Regions from separate parts of the Macaca mulatta genome. Here region 2 is linked to region 1. A link is a contact called in public Hi-C data. All regions are on one chromosome and are shown on one strand. The core of a region is the stretch at or near the end of the contact, and the rest is flanking DNA. Distances in the headings are between cores, read along the strand shown.

Region 1 (7,800 bases), core at 2,973-5,472:
GACCTCAGATGATCCACCTGCCTCAGCCTCCCAAAGTGCTGGGATTACAGGTGTGAACCACCGCGCCCAGCCCACCTATCTTATTTTTTAAAGTATACAATTCTAATTCTTTCATTGCATTTCCATCATACTCTTCTCAGGTATAGTTCATTAGATTACTGTGTAACCATGGGAGTAAATTTGCTACTGATTCCAGCTATCTCAGAAAATCTTTACTTTTTATTCGTGTTGAGTCCTAAAGCCCAATTTATTAAACTTACACTCACATGATTAAGTGACGGCAAATTACCAGATAACTTTCAGCTCTGAACTTGTATTAAGACAATCATCTCAGATCTTTTACTTTCAAACAACATATGATCCTTTTCTATGAAGCCTCATTGAGTAACTTCTGCTGTTTGCATTACTCCTAGACTGAAGAGACATACAGTGGTCGTGTGACTCCCTTGATTTTTAAGATGATTATAAATTTGACTTCTACATTGTCAGGATTCAAAAGATGGGAATATTGTTAAGTTTGCATTTCTGTTCTTTTTAAATTTGGTTTTATTTTATTTGAATGTCATTCCATACTGGCAGGCTTTTTAAACTAAAGTCAGCATTAAAAGCACATGTTAGTTTATTGAAGGTTGTAGTTGTTAAATGGTGGGTCTGTAGTCATAAAGTTATGAGATAGTTATGAAAAAGATAATTATTAAACAATTTTGTTTTGTAAAGGTGATGTTTATGTTGATTTGTGCTAGAAGAAAGACAGTATCTCTTGCAAAACTAGAATTTTTTGTTATTTCTAAACGAATCAGTTTTTTAAAAAGTTTGCTTCACATTATTTTCATAATTTTATTTTATTAAAACCAAACATAAGGCAATACTGCCCCCCCACAGGGTCAAAAGTAAAAATAACACGTACCCCAGATTCCCTGATCCTGTCAAATAGTTTTCTTATTTAAGTAAAGTTGATAATTAGTATAATGTTTCTTACCGACTTAGAGTATATCTGTCTCAACACTATTGAAATTTAGGAACTTTTTATTATTTATTTTTAAAACCCGGGCAGAGCTATTTGTGGTATCAGTGAACAACTATCTTCCAATAGCAGTTTTCCAACATAGGATGTTAAGTGTCTCAATTCCAAGATCAAAGAGTGACTATAAAATCATTTCCTCTTTAAGTTTTGATTTTAAGTGCTTTGTCCATGTTTTCATTTCTGACCTCAAGGTGGCGACCACACCAAGCCTTGTGACTAGCAGTGCAGCAACTACCCTCACAGTCAGCCCTGTCCTCCCCCTGACCAGTGCTGCTGTGACAAATCTTTCAGTTACAGGTAAGCAGCTGCCACGCAACGCACCTGCTGAGCACATTGGAGGCCCATGATGGGTTATTATAAGAATCTGCCATTAAATTGTGAATTAAGGCTCTAACTAAAGATAGGTGTTGCTCATAAACATCAATTTTCTTTAATTCCTTTCCTTAAAAACCTTCAATAGCTGTGCCTTTTTGCATTCAGAAAAACATGCAAGTTTGTCAATTCAGGAAGGTTATTTCCGGTCTGAACCTGATCTCCCACTCGTCTTTTGCCTCCCCTACCCTCAACACACAGGAGGGCTCCATCCATACCTTTGTAAACATCCCTACACTGGAAATGTCCATCTTAGCCTGCAGTTCTTGATCTGTTATTGATAAAACTATACCAGCTTGTATGTCAGTTTTTCTTGGAAATATTCTTTAGCTTATCCAGGAAATTATTCATTTCCACGTATCTGTATTATAAATAATTTTATTTTCACACACCTGTCTTTCCCAATAGACTGCACTTCTCAAAAGATTTGAGTGTTCTTTTTGAACTCTTGATGCCTAGCTCAGTGTGTGACATACTCTGTAAAATGAATGGGTTTTTTTTTTCCCTTTGGCCTCCTTTCAGTAGCAAATTTTCCAGATAAATTTAAAATCACTTAGCACTGTCATCAGATGTTTTTTTAGTGATACATAGTGCATAACATGCTATAATTATTCACCAGGTTGGTTATTTGCTAGTAAATCATTGGGTAGATTAATGATATTTCTTATTGAAGCTTAATTTAACCTAGAGGTGGGAATTTTTATTTTTCTCACTTATGTTTTAAATTTATAATGCCTCCTTGGCTCTGTGACCTACCCATGATGTAAAAATTGAATAAATGGCTTTATATTATATTAAATTTCTACATTATTAGAACATTTTTATTTTTTTCTGCATCCAGTCATCCATTAATTTTTGCTTATGTTAAACAGTGTTTCTTGACCTCTTCTGGATGTTGGACCTTTTTAAGAATTTGAAAGCTACAGACTTTTCCTCACACAAAATAGACATATACACAATTTTTAGTAAAATTTAAAGTTTATAAATGACAACTCCCATCAACCTCCGATCCCAAGGCTATTTGTGGATACCTACAGGTTCCAGTTTTAAGAACCTTGGTTCAAGAATATATTTAAGAACCCTGGTTAAAAATATATAAAATATGGAGCACTTTTACTTAATAAGCAAACTGTTAGTGATTGATTGGCATTGTGGCAGGCACCAAGAACATGAAGTCCCATCTCTGAGGACCTTGTTGTCCAAATTGACTGCCAGTCACCCGGTAAATTATGAACTGAATCTTACCTTCCCAACAAGTTATGTTGCTTTAGGTCTAAAAACACCTGTCTTTTACAGAAAATTTTTTTAATAGTTTACACATTAAGAACAAATAGCTTTGCAGTTTTCTTAAAATATGGGGAAAATCAAAGTAATTTTAGAGAGATTTTAATACTCAAAACTAGCTAAAAATTTGCATCAGTTTTTGATACTTCTTACCGGCCACATTTTCGTGAACTCACTCACTCAGCCTATTTATGTGGATCTAATTGTGATTTTTTTTCTGACATGTTGATAATTTTTCCTGGAATGAATTTTTTTTTTATTATTAAGAAACAACATTACTAGGAAATTGAAACAGGAAAAACAATCACAAGTACTATGTTTATTTTCTCTTTAAATCTTTTTTATATGTACATGTATGTACAGTTTCAGTAGTATTTGTACAGTATAGTATTTGATTGCAGCCTTATGAAACTCTAAGCAGAGGACTCAGGCTCTGCCTGCACACCTGACCCACAAAACCTATGAGATGATAAATTGTGTTGATGTAAGCTGCTGAATTTGTGTCATTGCTCCTTGAAAGAGAAGAAGAGTCAGTGTCAAGTGAATTTTCTTTTCTTACTCTTTTATCAGCCATTGCTCAAAACCATGCCCCCTTTTAATTTCTTTTTCCTCTTTGGACTATAACTTTCTTGTACAGCCTCTTTTCCTCTGATATTTTTATACTGCCTTCTTTTCTCTGTTGAGAAAAGTAGCATGTGTCTTTATCATGTTCTTTATTAAAGATAGCCAGTGTCTTAATCATACAACTTATCTAATGCAGTCTGCTTTCTTCCTGAAGACTTTCTTCTTGGGATTTCTATGATTGCTTATTTTAAATTGTTTTCCTGAGTTAAATCCAATGTTTCTCAGATCCCCTGTCTTCCTCTTTGATTCCTTTTTGTCTGGAGCACGTTCTCAAGTAATTTTATGTAGAAAGGTTACATGGGAGGTAAAATTTCAAAATACAGGTATAACTGAGAAGTATTTATTTTGCCTTCACAGTTTTTTTTTTTTTTTTTTGGAGTTTGTCCAGTTACAAAAGTATTTTTCCTTTGAATTTTGTTGTGTTTTAGCATCTAGTGTTGCTAATGAAAAGTCTGATTTCAATCTCTTTTTCCTTGTTTTTTCTCTCTATAAACCTTAAGGATTTTTTTTTTTTTTAATCTTATACTGTTCTAAAATTTCACTACAAGATTTCAAAGAAGGGACCTTTTAAAACTTGCCCTCATTGGCCTTCAGCAAGCATTTTCAATGTGAACTAATGTCTTTCTTGAACTCTGGTAATTTATCTTTTTTTGTAAGTTAGAGTTTTTTGGCATTCACTCTGTTTATTCATTTTGTGCCATTTGTAATGTGCTGTTGGCTTTTTTCATTGTCTGGTGATTTTTGGTTATTTATTCATAGTGATGAATGCAAGATTACATTACTTAATATCAGTAGCTTGCAAGGGTGTTTCCTGACATTGTGTAGCTTCTGTTACTCAAGAGTCCCCTGCCCTGAATGGAAGGGTTTGCAGTGAGCTGTGAATGTGGATAAAAAACTGCCAGACTTTATTTCAGCATATAAACAGGAAGCACGCAGGCAAGCGAGGCTTTCTCTCATACTTTTCCAAAATGAGGGGTATCTTTACTCATGCGTGCAAGTGCCTACACTAGAATCCTTAGCGTTCCATAGTCAGATTTTATTTTCTTTGAAGAGTAGGTGACATTGGTTCTGTTCATCTGAGAGGTCTGGTAGAAGGAGGGAAAGACCCACTGTGAGAGCTATCATGTGAATAGTCCTTGAATCACCCTGTTCTCTGACCCTGTTTCCATCTACCTCAGAATCTGACAAATAACTCTGAGCTGGGACTCTCTGTAAGGCTCCATCAGAGTGAATAATTTTCTCCTCTATCATAGTCTTCTCCTTTGCCCTTCTGGACTATGGTTGATTTCTCCACCATCCAGCTTCATCCTTTTTCTCATTTCTGCAAATCTGTCTGAATCTCAAAACCTCTGATATCTGTCACCAGAGCTCTTTTTCCCTTTTGTATCTCTTTATTATTATTTGGAATAGGATTTTAGAAATGAAAGGAAAAACCATATCCTCAGTACTATCTTCTAAGAAAAATCATGTTTGATTGATGTGGTCGTCTTATTTTCCCATAGGTACCTTTGACACATAATAGGTCCTTGGTAAACATTCTAAAATAGACGCAAGAGTGATCATTGCCATACTCCTCCAGAAAGACAAGTGTTCCATTGTGTCTCAAAAACTTGTAAAAATTCCACAGCCCTTAATAATCTCAACCAAACATGCCCTGCCCCCAATTCATTTTCCAAAACATTTTTCATAATGACAAAATTGTTCATTCCTCAGGAAGATATAGCAACTATAATTATATAGCCACCTAACAACAAAGGCCCAAGATACAGTAAACAAAAAGGAATAAAATTCAAAGAAGAAACAGACAATTCAACAATAATAGTTTCAGACATATTATTTATTTGAGCCATGTTTAAAAAAAAAAAATTTCAGGCCATGTGCAGTGGCTTATGCTTATAAAACCCAGCACTTTGGTAGGCCAGGGTGGAAGGATCGCTTGAGTCCAGGAGTTCAAAACCTGCCTGGGCAACATAGTAAGACCTTGTCTCTACAAAAAAAAAAAAAAAAAAAAAAAAAAAAAGAACAAAATTAGGCAGGTGTGGTGGCACATGCCTGTAGTCCTAGCTACTCGGGAGGCTGAGGCGGGACGGTCACTTGAGTCTGGGAAGTTGAGGCTGCAATAAGCTGAAATTGTACCACTGCACTCCAGCCTGAGAACAGAGCAAGACCCTGTTTGTTTAAAAAAAAAAAAAAAAAAAAAAAGTCGTGAAGGATATACAAGATTTGAGCACTATCAACCAACTTGTTCTAACTGCCATCTGCAGGACACTTGGTCCAGCAACAGCAGAAAACACATCCTTTTCATGTACACATGGAACATCCATCTCCCAGGATACTTTTAGCCATAAAACAAGTTTCAGTAAATTAAAAAGGATTAAAATCATACAAAGTGTGTTGTCTGATGACAACTGAGATAAACTAGAAATTAACAATAGAAATAAATTTGGGAAGTCCCCATGTATTTGGAAATTAAAACATGGATCAAAGAAATAACATTCCTCCTGTATTTTCCTATCAGGCCAGCATTACCCAGATACCCAAGCTTAGATAAATATCACAAGAAAAAAAATTACAAACTCATATTCCTCGGGAAAATATAAACCAAAACTCTCAAAAGAATCTTAGCAAGTCAAATCCAGCAACATACTGAAAAAAATCAAACAATTATATACATCATGGCCAAGGAGGTTTTATCTCCCAGGAATGTATGGTTAGTCCAATAACTGAACATCAATTAATGTAACACATAATAGTAGAAGAAAGAATAGAAACCACATAATCATCTCAGTGGGTACAGAAAATATATTTGTAAAAATCCAAACCCCATTCATGATAAAAACTGAAATACAAAGGAACTGCCTCACCTGATAAAGAGCACTTACTAATACTCTCCAGCAAAGAGAATACTTAATGGCAAAAGACTGAATACTTTCCCCACTAAGACTGGGAGTTAGGTAAGAGTGTTTGCTTTTGTGGACTTCTGATTAACATTGTCCTGGAGAGTATAGCCTCCAGTAAAGGACAGCAAAAAAAATGAAAGACAGTTTGTAAAGGAAGAAGTTAAACTGCTTCTATTTGCATTATTCTATATGCATAAAAGTACCAAGGAATTCACCAAAAAAGAAAGATATCTAGGACTAGTCAGTAAATTCAGTATTGTTGCAGAATACAAGATTGATATATAAAAATCAATTACATTTGTATATACTATCAATGGACAGTTCAAAAATGAAATTTAGGAAATAACTTGTATGTAACAGTATCAAAAGAATAAAATACTTAGGAATAAACTTAAGAAGTGTAAGACTTGAACAATGAAAACTACAATTTGCTGAAAGAAGTTAAAAGAAGTCTAAATAAAGAGACATTTCATATTCCACATTCATGTTTTGGAAAACGAGGCATTCTTAATTTGACAGTTTTTCTCCAGCTTGAGGTATGTGTGCATATCTCTCTCTCTCTGATTTCAGGGTTTATCCACATTATAACACAAATATATATTTTTTATTTTATTTATTTTATATATATATATAATTTGTTATATATATATATATATATATATATATATATATATATATATATATATATAAAATTTGTTTTCTGTTTTCTAGACAGGGTATTGCCCTATCACAGTGGCACAATCACAGTTCACTGCAACCTCAACTTCCCAAGCTTAAGCGATCCTCCCATTTCAGCCTCCCCAGTAGCTGGGACTATAGCCACATGCCACCTGCCCAGCTCATTTTTGTATTTTTTGCAGAGATGGGGTTTTGCCGTATTGCCCAGGCTGGTCTCGAACTCCTGGGCTCAAGCAATTCACCCACCTTGGCCTCCCAAAGTGCTAGGATTACAGGCATGAGCCACCATGCTCAGTCTTCCAGCTTGATTTATAGATTCAACAAAATCATAGTAAAAATTCCAACAGGTTTTTTTTGTTTTGTTTTAAAGAAATCAATAAACTCTTTCGAAAATATACATGGAAGGGACCCAGAATAGCCAAAACAATTTTGAAAAAGAATGAAATTAGAGGATTTTCATATCCTGATTTCAAGGTTTACTGTAAAGCAACAATAAAGCAGTATATTACTGGCGTACATATAGATATATACATTAAATGGAACTAAATTAAGAGTCCAGAAGCAAAACTTTGAATTTATGCTTTATTGATATTTGACAGAGGTGCCAAGGCAATTCAATAGGGAAAGGATAGTCTTCAACAAATGGTTCTAGGACAACTGGATATCCGTACGCAGAAAGAGGAATTTAGATACTTACCTTACACCGTGCATAAAAATTAACTGAAATGGATCAAAGGCCTAAATATAAGAGCTGAAACTATAAAGCTTCTAGTAAATTAGGTGGGACAAAATCTTTGTGACCTTGGGTTAAGCAAAGAGTTCATAGACACAGCACCAAGAGAATAATCCATAAAAGAAAAAATATATTAGTAAATTCAACTTCATCAAAGTAAAATCTTTTGTGCTTTTTGAAGCACA
Region 2 (7,800 bases), core at 2,064-4,563, 120 kb after region 1:
GAAAATGCCATTGATGAAAAATGTGTACTGGTATCACTTAACAACTTGCCTGACATTCACCTCCCAGCAATGTCAGCAAAGATTTAGTGTTCAAGAAGTTTGCATTTAGATACTTGTTTTGCTGTGCACCCGCAATAGCCCTTTGGCTTCAGAATCTAGGTGGCTACCCCGACCAGTGATGACTGGGTGGATTTTGTTTCTAATTCCTTTCAAAGTGATACTTTGAAAAACTTTTGTCTATTAGCCTTATCTAAGATAGATAAAATGTCAGTCTCCAGAGAGGCAAAGTAAGTGGCACTGAGAAGTAAAAAAATCCAGCCAATTCCCCTGCCCCTTATTTGTGGAAATGAGGCACGGCCCCCATCTTGTATATATTTTTTCAGACATGTTTTTACTTCGGGAGAATATTCCCCTACAGAGTAAGTATCTTTAAAAAATGAAAATGGTAGATGTAACAGTCATCCTATGACCAGCCAGAGCTTTGCTCCTTGTTCACCATCGGGCCTACCCCTGGGATCATTGTTATGTTTCTGTGCTGGTATGGGTGTGCCCAGAAATCAGAAGAGGGATGAGTTGGATTGCAACAGATGGAGAAAATGCCCACTGTTGCTTTACAACACATTGAAAGCAAATTAAGAATTCCAGCCGTGGGTTTCCATCGCCTGTTTCTGGGTTTTGAGAACAAGAAGACAGTCCAAGATGTAATAATAGTAATAGTAAACACAATTTTTACTTATTGGCTGTCTACTATGTATTGGACACATTACATTACTTCTCATTGTCACATCTCTGCAAAGAAGGTATTATAATTCTTTCTTTAGAGGTGAGAAAACTGAGGCCCAGAGAGGTTAAGTCACTTGCCTAAGGTTGCACAGCTAGGAAGCGGCAGCGCTGGGACAGCACCTGAGATTAGCCTGGCTCTTTCCACCACGTCCAGCCACCTTCCTAAAAGCAGAGCTGCTCACAAGCCTGGAAGCCTTGCGTTTCCCAAGGCTGCATGTCAGAGCTGCATCTCCTCACTGATAAAAGACAAAGACCACACTGACCGCCGGGTGCATTCTTGGCTACTGCAGAGTAGGGAGTTAGAGGCACTAGGGGCTCTGCAGGCACAAGTGTGCCCGTGCCAGCAGGCACGCCATCATAGGTTCTTCTGGCCTCAAGCCCTGGTGACCATCTTGGTAGAATCTCTCTTAGGGAGGCCTCCTCATGTGGACAGACCAGGTCATCATTTGCTTTGATCCTAATGATCTGGTCATTTCCAAAGAAATGCAAATGCAACAGCTTAGTAAAAAGTAGACATTTTAAAAGGGACGTATGCAATGGGTCACGTAACTGAGCAAGAAGAGAGAGAAGACCTGACTGAAATGCTATAAGCAGCCTTTCCGCTCATAGAAGACTGTGGAGGTGTCCCCTCAGGCAGCACAAGCACCACCGCAGCCCTCGGTGTTGAGGCCTCTCTGAGTCACGCCTTGTCTTACTGTACCTGTTGTCTGGGCTATTATACTTTGAAAAACTTTTGTCTATTAGCCTTATCTAAAATAGCTAAAATGTCAGTCTCCACAGAGGCAAAGTAAGTGGCACTGAGAAGCAAAAAATCCAGCCAATGTGCAGTTTTCTCCTCCTGCCCCCTATTTGTGGAAATGGGGCACGGCCCCCATCTTGTCTACTGGGTGGGGTTCTGTTTACGACGCTTGGCAGCCACATCCACCCAGCAGCCTTTCATTTTTCTAACTTCACTTTGCCTGTACCTTGGTCTCTCCAAGCTGAACACAAATGGACCAGTAAGGAAACTGCAGGTAAAGACCCTGAAAGGTTACATGATCTCCCTGGTGGGGTGTCCCAAGCCTGAAGCTCAGAGGCTGGAGCTATTGCCCCTGGCTGTCTCCTCTGCAGTCACTAAATTCCAGCTGTTCTGCGTCCCCTTGTCCCCAGCACATAAGGATGGGCTGCTCTGAGCAAGCTCAGGCACGTACACTCTGCCACACTGTGTGTGTGACTCAGACCCCACAAGCCTCTTCTGAGAAAACAGCTGTGATCTGACAGAAACCCCTGCAGCTGCACAGGCCTCAGAATCCCCCAGGCGCTGGTCCGGGCTGTGACCTGCTCCCTGATGGGAGCAGAAGTGCCCATGGCCTCTCCCGCCCTCCCAACAGGGCCCCTACACAAACTCCCACACCAAGGTGAGCTGCCAGGAGCCGTCAGGTGGGCCGAGGACACTTGCTTGCTCCACCTTCCCTGTTTCTTTAGATTGAAATTCAGCCTGCCCCGCTTCTCAGGAAGATGCCACGAGGCCAATCCCCCTGAGCAGTTTGTCTTGTCCTCTTTTCACTGGTTTTCTTCCTCATTACCTGGGCTAGAAAACATGGTGGAAGCTAAAGGCTTGCAGCAAAGCTCCCACGAACGGGAATGAGGTGAGGAGCGAGCGCTCTTGTTGGCTGGGCCCTGCTCGTGGTGGTGACTTAACCAGGCACATCCTCTCATCTGCCCCATGTTCTGTCAATGCCTGGCCCTCTGGCTGGGCTAGATGGCCGCCTAAGGGGCGGGTTGGGGTGAGTCACGGAGCCCAGGACGGTGAGTCATCTGGCAGCCCCAGGCGGTGGGGTGTGGGGACAGCCATGACAGGGTTGAGCCTAGACACGGACCCTTGGCCATGAGGTGGCGAAGGCACCATGGAGGCTGCCACCCGGTGCTTCCTGCCCGTGCCCCTTTCCTCCTTAGTTACCCCCACTTACTCCCGGGCCCGTTGGGGTGTTTGAGGCCATGGCCTTGACTGACCAATGAAATCTTCTTTGTTGGCAAAGGAAGAAAAAAAGGGGCTGAGTGACGGAGCCAGCCAAAGGGTGAAAGAAGGCGAAGAGACTAGAACGTCGCAGCACGAAACACGGCCTGGCTGACATTTTCTGATCCTGTCCAGGTTCTGTGAAACACTCGCTCTCCGTTTCTCCACCCTGGGCCTGCCTCGTTTGCTCTCTTGTTTCCTTCTTCCTTCCTCTCTTATCACTGGAAAAATCTGTACCCGGAGGAGCTGTGTTTTCTAGCAGCTGGCTCTGAACTGATGCCCAGCTCGGCTGTGACGGAGCCGATGCCAGCACCGGGCCAAACCCCTCACTGCTCACTTGCCCATTGATTTGAGGAGGGCAGGATTCGAAGGAGACCCCAGCCCCTCACCACCCTCCACTACCCACGCCCACCCCGCCCCCCTCCACATACACAAAGAGTTTCTAGAAGTTCCCTGCAGTGGACACATGGGCCCTACCTGTAATTGGGAACTGTGCCTGCAGGATGGCTGCGGTGACAAGCTCCTTCCACTTCATCTTGTCCTTTCCCTCAGAAAGAGGTTGGGAGGCAGAGGCTGAGGCAGCGGTGGCCGGGAGGATGAGGAGAAAAGGAGTCTCTGCTAGTTTTATTCTACTGCTACCTCCCCAGGAAGTGGAGGACTGCGGGGCCTTTGAGAAGCACCTGCCGACAGGCCAAGAAACTCACACTCCCCCTTTCGGTTCACAGGCAGGAAGCCCCGGAGGTCTGAGGGTTTGGGGTGTGTGTATGTATCTGTCTGTCTGAATTTTGCTTTTTCTCTCATTTGACCGTTGTTTTAATGTTCTTTTTTTAAAAAAAATAATTCTTGGCCAAGCGCGGTGGCTCACGCCTGTAATCCTAGCACTTTGGGAGGCCGAGGTGGGTGGATCACGAGGTCAGAAGATTGAGACCATCCTGGCTAACACGGTGAAACCCCATCTCCACTAAAAATACAAAAAATTAGCCAGGCGTGGTGGTGGGCACCTGTAGTCCCAGCCACTGGGGAGGCTGAGGCAGGAGAATGGCGTGAACCTGGTAAGTGGAGTTTGCAGTAAGCCAAGATCGCGCCACTGCACTCCAGCCTGGGCGACAGAGCAAAACTCCATCTCAGAAAAAAAGATTTAAAAAAAAATTAAAAAATAATTCTTATCTAATTCCTATCTTGATTGGTAAAGTCCACCTCCAGGCAAATACAAGTTCTTGATGGATATAAGAACATTTGCCGTTTTCCTAGACTCTCAAATATTTTATGGTGGCTGGTAAAATGACAGCCCTGGATTCAGAGTCAGGACAAATGTAGAGATAGATTCCTGGGGCTTTAGTGACATCTCTACCTACCACCTACTTGCTGTGTGGCCTGGAGTCAGTCACTCAACATCTCTAGACTTCAGCTTCCTTATCTATAAAGCAAAGAGCTGGAGTAGATCTGAGGTTGCAGATCTGAACTTAGCCTGAATTTGGATCATAGAATAGTTTGAAATACTATAGCTCACATAGTATTTTAAACACTTGTGTTAGTTGCCAACATTTAAACATCAGAGTAATTTACAATAATAAAACATTATAACCTAGACATGAACTTCGTCTAAAAGTTGTAATATATCTATATAAAACAAATGTTAAAACATGGCTGAAGAACACCAAGAGGACTTGGGTAAATGGAAAGGCATACCCTTCTTTGATAGGAAGCTCTCTTTTAAGGAGACCACACTTCTCCCTTAATTAATCAATCTATTTCATTGAAAATACCAACAAAAAATTTTAGGACAAGATAAGCTGATTCCAAAATTGATATGAAAAATTAATGTACAAGAATAGCCAAGACTCCAAAGTCACAGCAATTCAATATAAAATTAATACATTGGACTTCATCAAAATTAAAAGCTTTTGTGCATCAAAGGACACTATGAAGAAAATGAGTCCTACAGATCACTGCATACCTCTAAGTGATGGAAACAGCATTCCTGTCGTCAGACTTGGTACCTACTCAGAGCCTAAATTGACCCCTAAGGGAGCCAATGACTTACTCAAGGCCACACAGCAAATAGGTGGTAGGTAGAGATGTCACTAAAGCCCAAGTAGTCTGTCTCTACATTTAGTCTGAGTCTTCATCAGTGAAGGTTGTCATTGACCTGGGGTGCTGACGCACTGATGAAGCCTACATCTACCAAAATGAAGTTGGGGAGGCTATCAGGGGGAAATAGCAGAAGGAAAGGTGCAGAGGAAGGATATCTTCTACTGTGGAAAGCTGTGGGCTACAAATCATGACCCAGAGCTGGTCTGCCCAAGCCTAGAGAGGATGCTCAAGGTTCTCCAGCTAGATTGTGTGGATCTTTACATCATTGAAATACCCACGGTCCGTAAGCCAGGAGATGAAGTCTACCCTATACGTGAGAATGGCAAATGGTTATATCACAAGTCAAATCTGTGTGCCACTTGGGAGACTTCGGAAGCTTGCAAAGATGCTGGCTTGGTGAAATCCCTCGGAGTATCCAGTTTTAACAGCAGGCCAGCTGGAGCTCATCCAGAACAACCCAGGATTCAAACCCAAGCCAGTCAGCAACGAGATTGTGTGCCACCCATATTACACCCAGCCAAAACTTTTGAAATTTTGCCAACAACATGACATTGTCATGATTGCATATAGCCCTTTGGGGACCACTAGGAATCCCACCTGGACAAATATGTCTTCTCCGCCTTCGTTAAAGGGCGCACTTCTAAAAAGGTGCAATAAAATGACAGCTCAAGTTGTTTTGCGTTTCAACATCCAGTAAGGGGTGGCTGTCATTCCTAAAAGCTTTAATCCTGAAAAGATCAAGGAAAACCTTCAGGCCTTTGACTTTTCTCTCACTGAATGAAGGACATTGAAGCCTGGAGTGAAAATGTCCGCTTCGTGGAAATGCTCATGTGGTGTGATCATCCAAAATACCCATTTCTTGATGAATACTGACTTCAGAGAGTTCCTGAACAGATTCTTCCCTCCCACGTGTGGAGGTCCTTCGGGGGCATAGTTCCCCATGGACATGGAAATGAAAACGTTTTATTATCTGCAAAGTGGTGATGGAAACATGCTTAACTTTTGTGTAGTGTAAATGACTTTGACTCACCTATGTTAAAGAAAAAATGTTTAAATCTGTTGAAATAATTCTTAGGAAATTATCACCTAATATTTTACTAGATAAATGTCTTCTGGGTTCCAGACCAAACAGAACAAAATAAAACAAACAAAAAAACCCCATTAGATTCCAGAAAAGACTTGAAAGGCAACAGATGACAACAAGCAAAAAGTAACTCATGGATGTGGGCAGTACCATTGTTAGTCTGAGTTCTTTAGCAGTCAACAGGACAACAAAGACAGCAGAAGGCCCCTGTGTGCCAGGGTGCTGGCAGTGGCCTTGAGGACTTGAACCGTGGACTGCAATACAGACACAGCCAAGATAAGATACAGACATGCATTATTAACAAGAAAGTGATTTGCTGCACCTTGAGTAGGGAGAGAGGGCTAAGTGTAGAAACGTCTTAAAATAGAGTCAGTTAAACACCACGGTGATCAACAAAGCCATAAGGATTTTGTTGTTGTTTGTTTCTATCCGATGTATGTTTGTTTAGCTTTTACTCAACTTGAAGGATGCATACTTGCTGGTTCTCTTTTGCATCCTCAAAGGGTCTGAGTTTCAACATAACTAGTGGTCCATACTTGCATTGTCTTATATTCACTCTTGCCACATTGATCATACAACAACCATGATGTGAAGTGGCTTGAAACAACTAACATACATAAATAAAACTCTGCATCATAAAGTATTCCAAAGATGGCTATTTTAAAAGAAGACATTTTATAAGGGGACTTTAGGAGACACATTAAAAGAAGAGGCTTTATAACATTACCATGCTTAAGGCTTTAAGAGTGTTATTGGGATAGCTATGTGAATTTTGAGAAAATAGCAAGTTCAAAAGAACACTGGAATTGTACTGTATGTAAATTTTTAAAGACAATAAAATTATTAGAATTCAACAACAGAGATGTACCTATTTTCAGTTCAACTACAGAAATATATTTTATTCATTCATATTAGATCACTCTCACAGGGCAAGAGAGTTCTTCAAAAATTGTGCTTTTCCAAGACCAATTGCTTATAGATAATCTTCAATAGCCTGTACACATACATTTCTGAGAAAATATCACTTAAAAACTTGATCTATACTGATCGTTTTCACTGATTCCGATGTTAATACTTACAATGCTTGTCCTCTAGAAAATATTTAGTTCACAAGAAATCATAAAGTATAATGACAAAGAAAGACAAAAGAAAGAACAAAGAAAGTGAAAAGACAACCCAACCCACAGAATGAAAGAAAACACTTATAAATATACTGATGAGGGTCTAGGATTCAGAATATATAAATAACCCCTATGACTCAACAATAAAAAACATAACCCAATGAAAAATTGGCCAAAGATTTAAATAGACATTTTTCCAAAGAAGACATACAAATGGCCAGTTTGTACATGAAAAGATGTACAACATCATTAGTCATTAGGGAAATACGAATCAAAACCACAGTGACATACCAATTCTCACCCACTAGGAAAGCTAAAATAAGAAAACAGACAATACAAGTGTTGATAAGGATGTGGAGAAACTGGAATTCTCATATAGTTTTTGTGGGTTATATAAATGGTGAAGCCCTTGTGAAAAACTATTTAGCAGTTCCTCAAAAAGTTAAACATAGTATCATGTGACCCAGCAATTCTACTCCTAGGTACATACCCAAGAGAATCAGAAACCTAGGCTCACACAAAAACTAGTAAAAGAATGTTCATAGCAGCATTATTCATAGTGGCCCTAAACTGGAAACAATTCGAATGACCACAACTAGGAATGGATAAGCAAATGTGCTGTATCCAAACAATGAAATATGACTCGGCCATCAAAAAGAATGAAGCACTGTTACATGCTGCAACTTGGATGACCCTTGAAAACATTATGCTAAGTGGAAGAA

The links. Hi-C and Micro-C count contacts between places; a contact is called where the count stands out from the background.
Region 2: a Hi-C map of CD4 T cells shows a contact between it and region 1, with 3 times the contacts expected there. The contact joins the promoter of CD247 here to the enhancer-like site in region 1. A contact is called at or near these places in 5 of 14 Hi-C or Micro-C datasets (CD4 T cells, blood, fetal cortex germinal zone and 2 more).

What each region holds. Positions count from the first base shown.
Region 1 is chr1:24,944,634-24,952,433 of T2T-MMU8v2.0, forward strand. POU2F1 (POU class 2 homeobox 1) reads left to right here. Exons shown (of 16, transcript XM_001088884.5): 13 at 1,216-1,321. Among named protein-coding and RNA genes, the nearest start is that of CD247, 120 kb to the right of the region's middle. Within about 2 kb of position 4,223, at least 1 of the 40 cell types and tissues checked has an H3K27ac peak or open chromatin away from gene starts, as enhancers often do. A contact at or near this core is called in CD4 T cells, where this site is marked.
Region 2 is chr1:25,062,128-25,069,927 of T2T-MMU8v2.0, forward strand. CD247 (CD247 molecule) reads right to left here and starts at 3,314. Exons shown (of 8, transcript NM_001077423.1): 1 at 3,257-3,314. The coding sequence starts at 3,314. It also overlaps the pseudogene LOC100424286.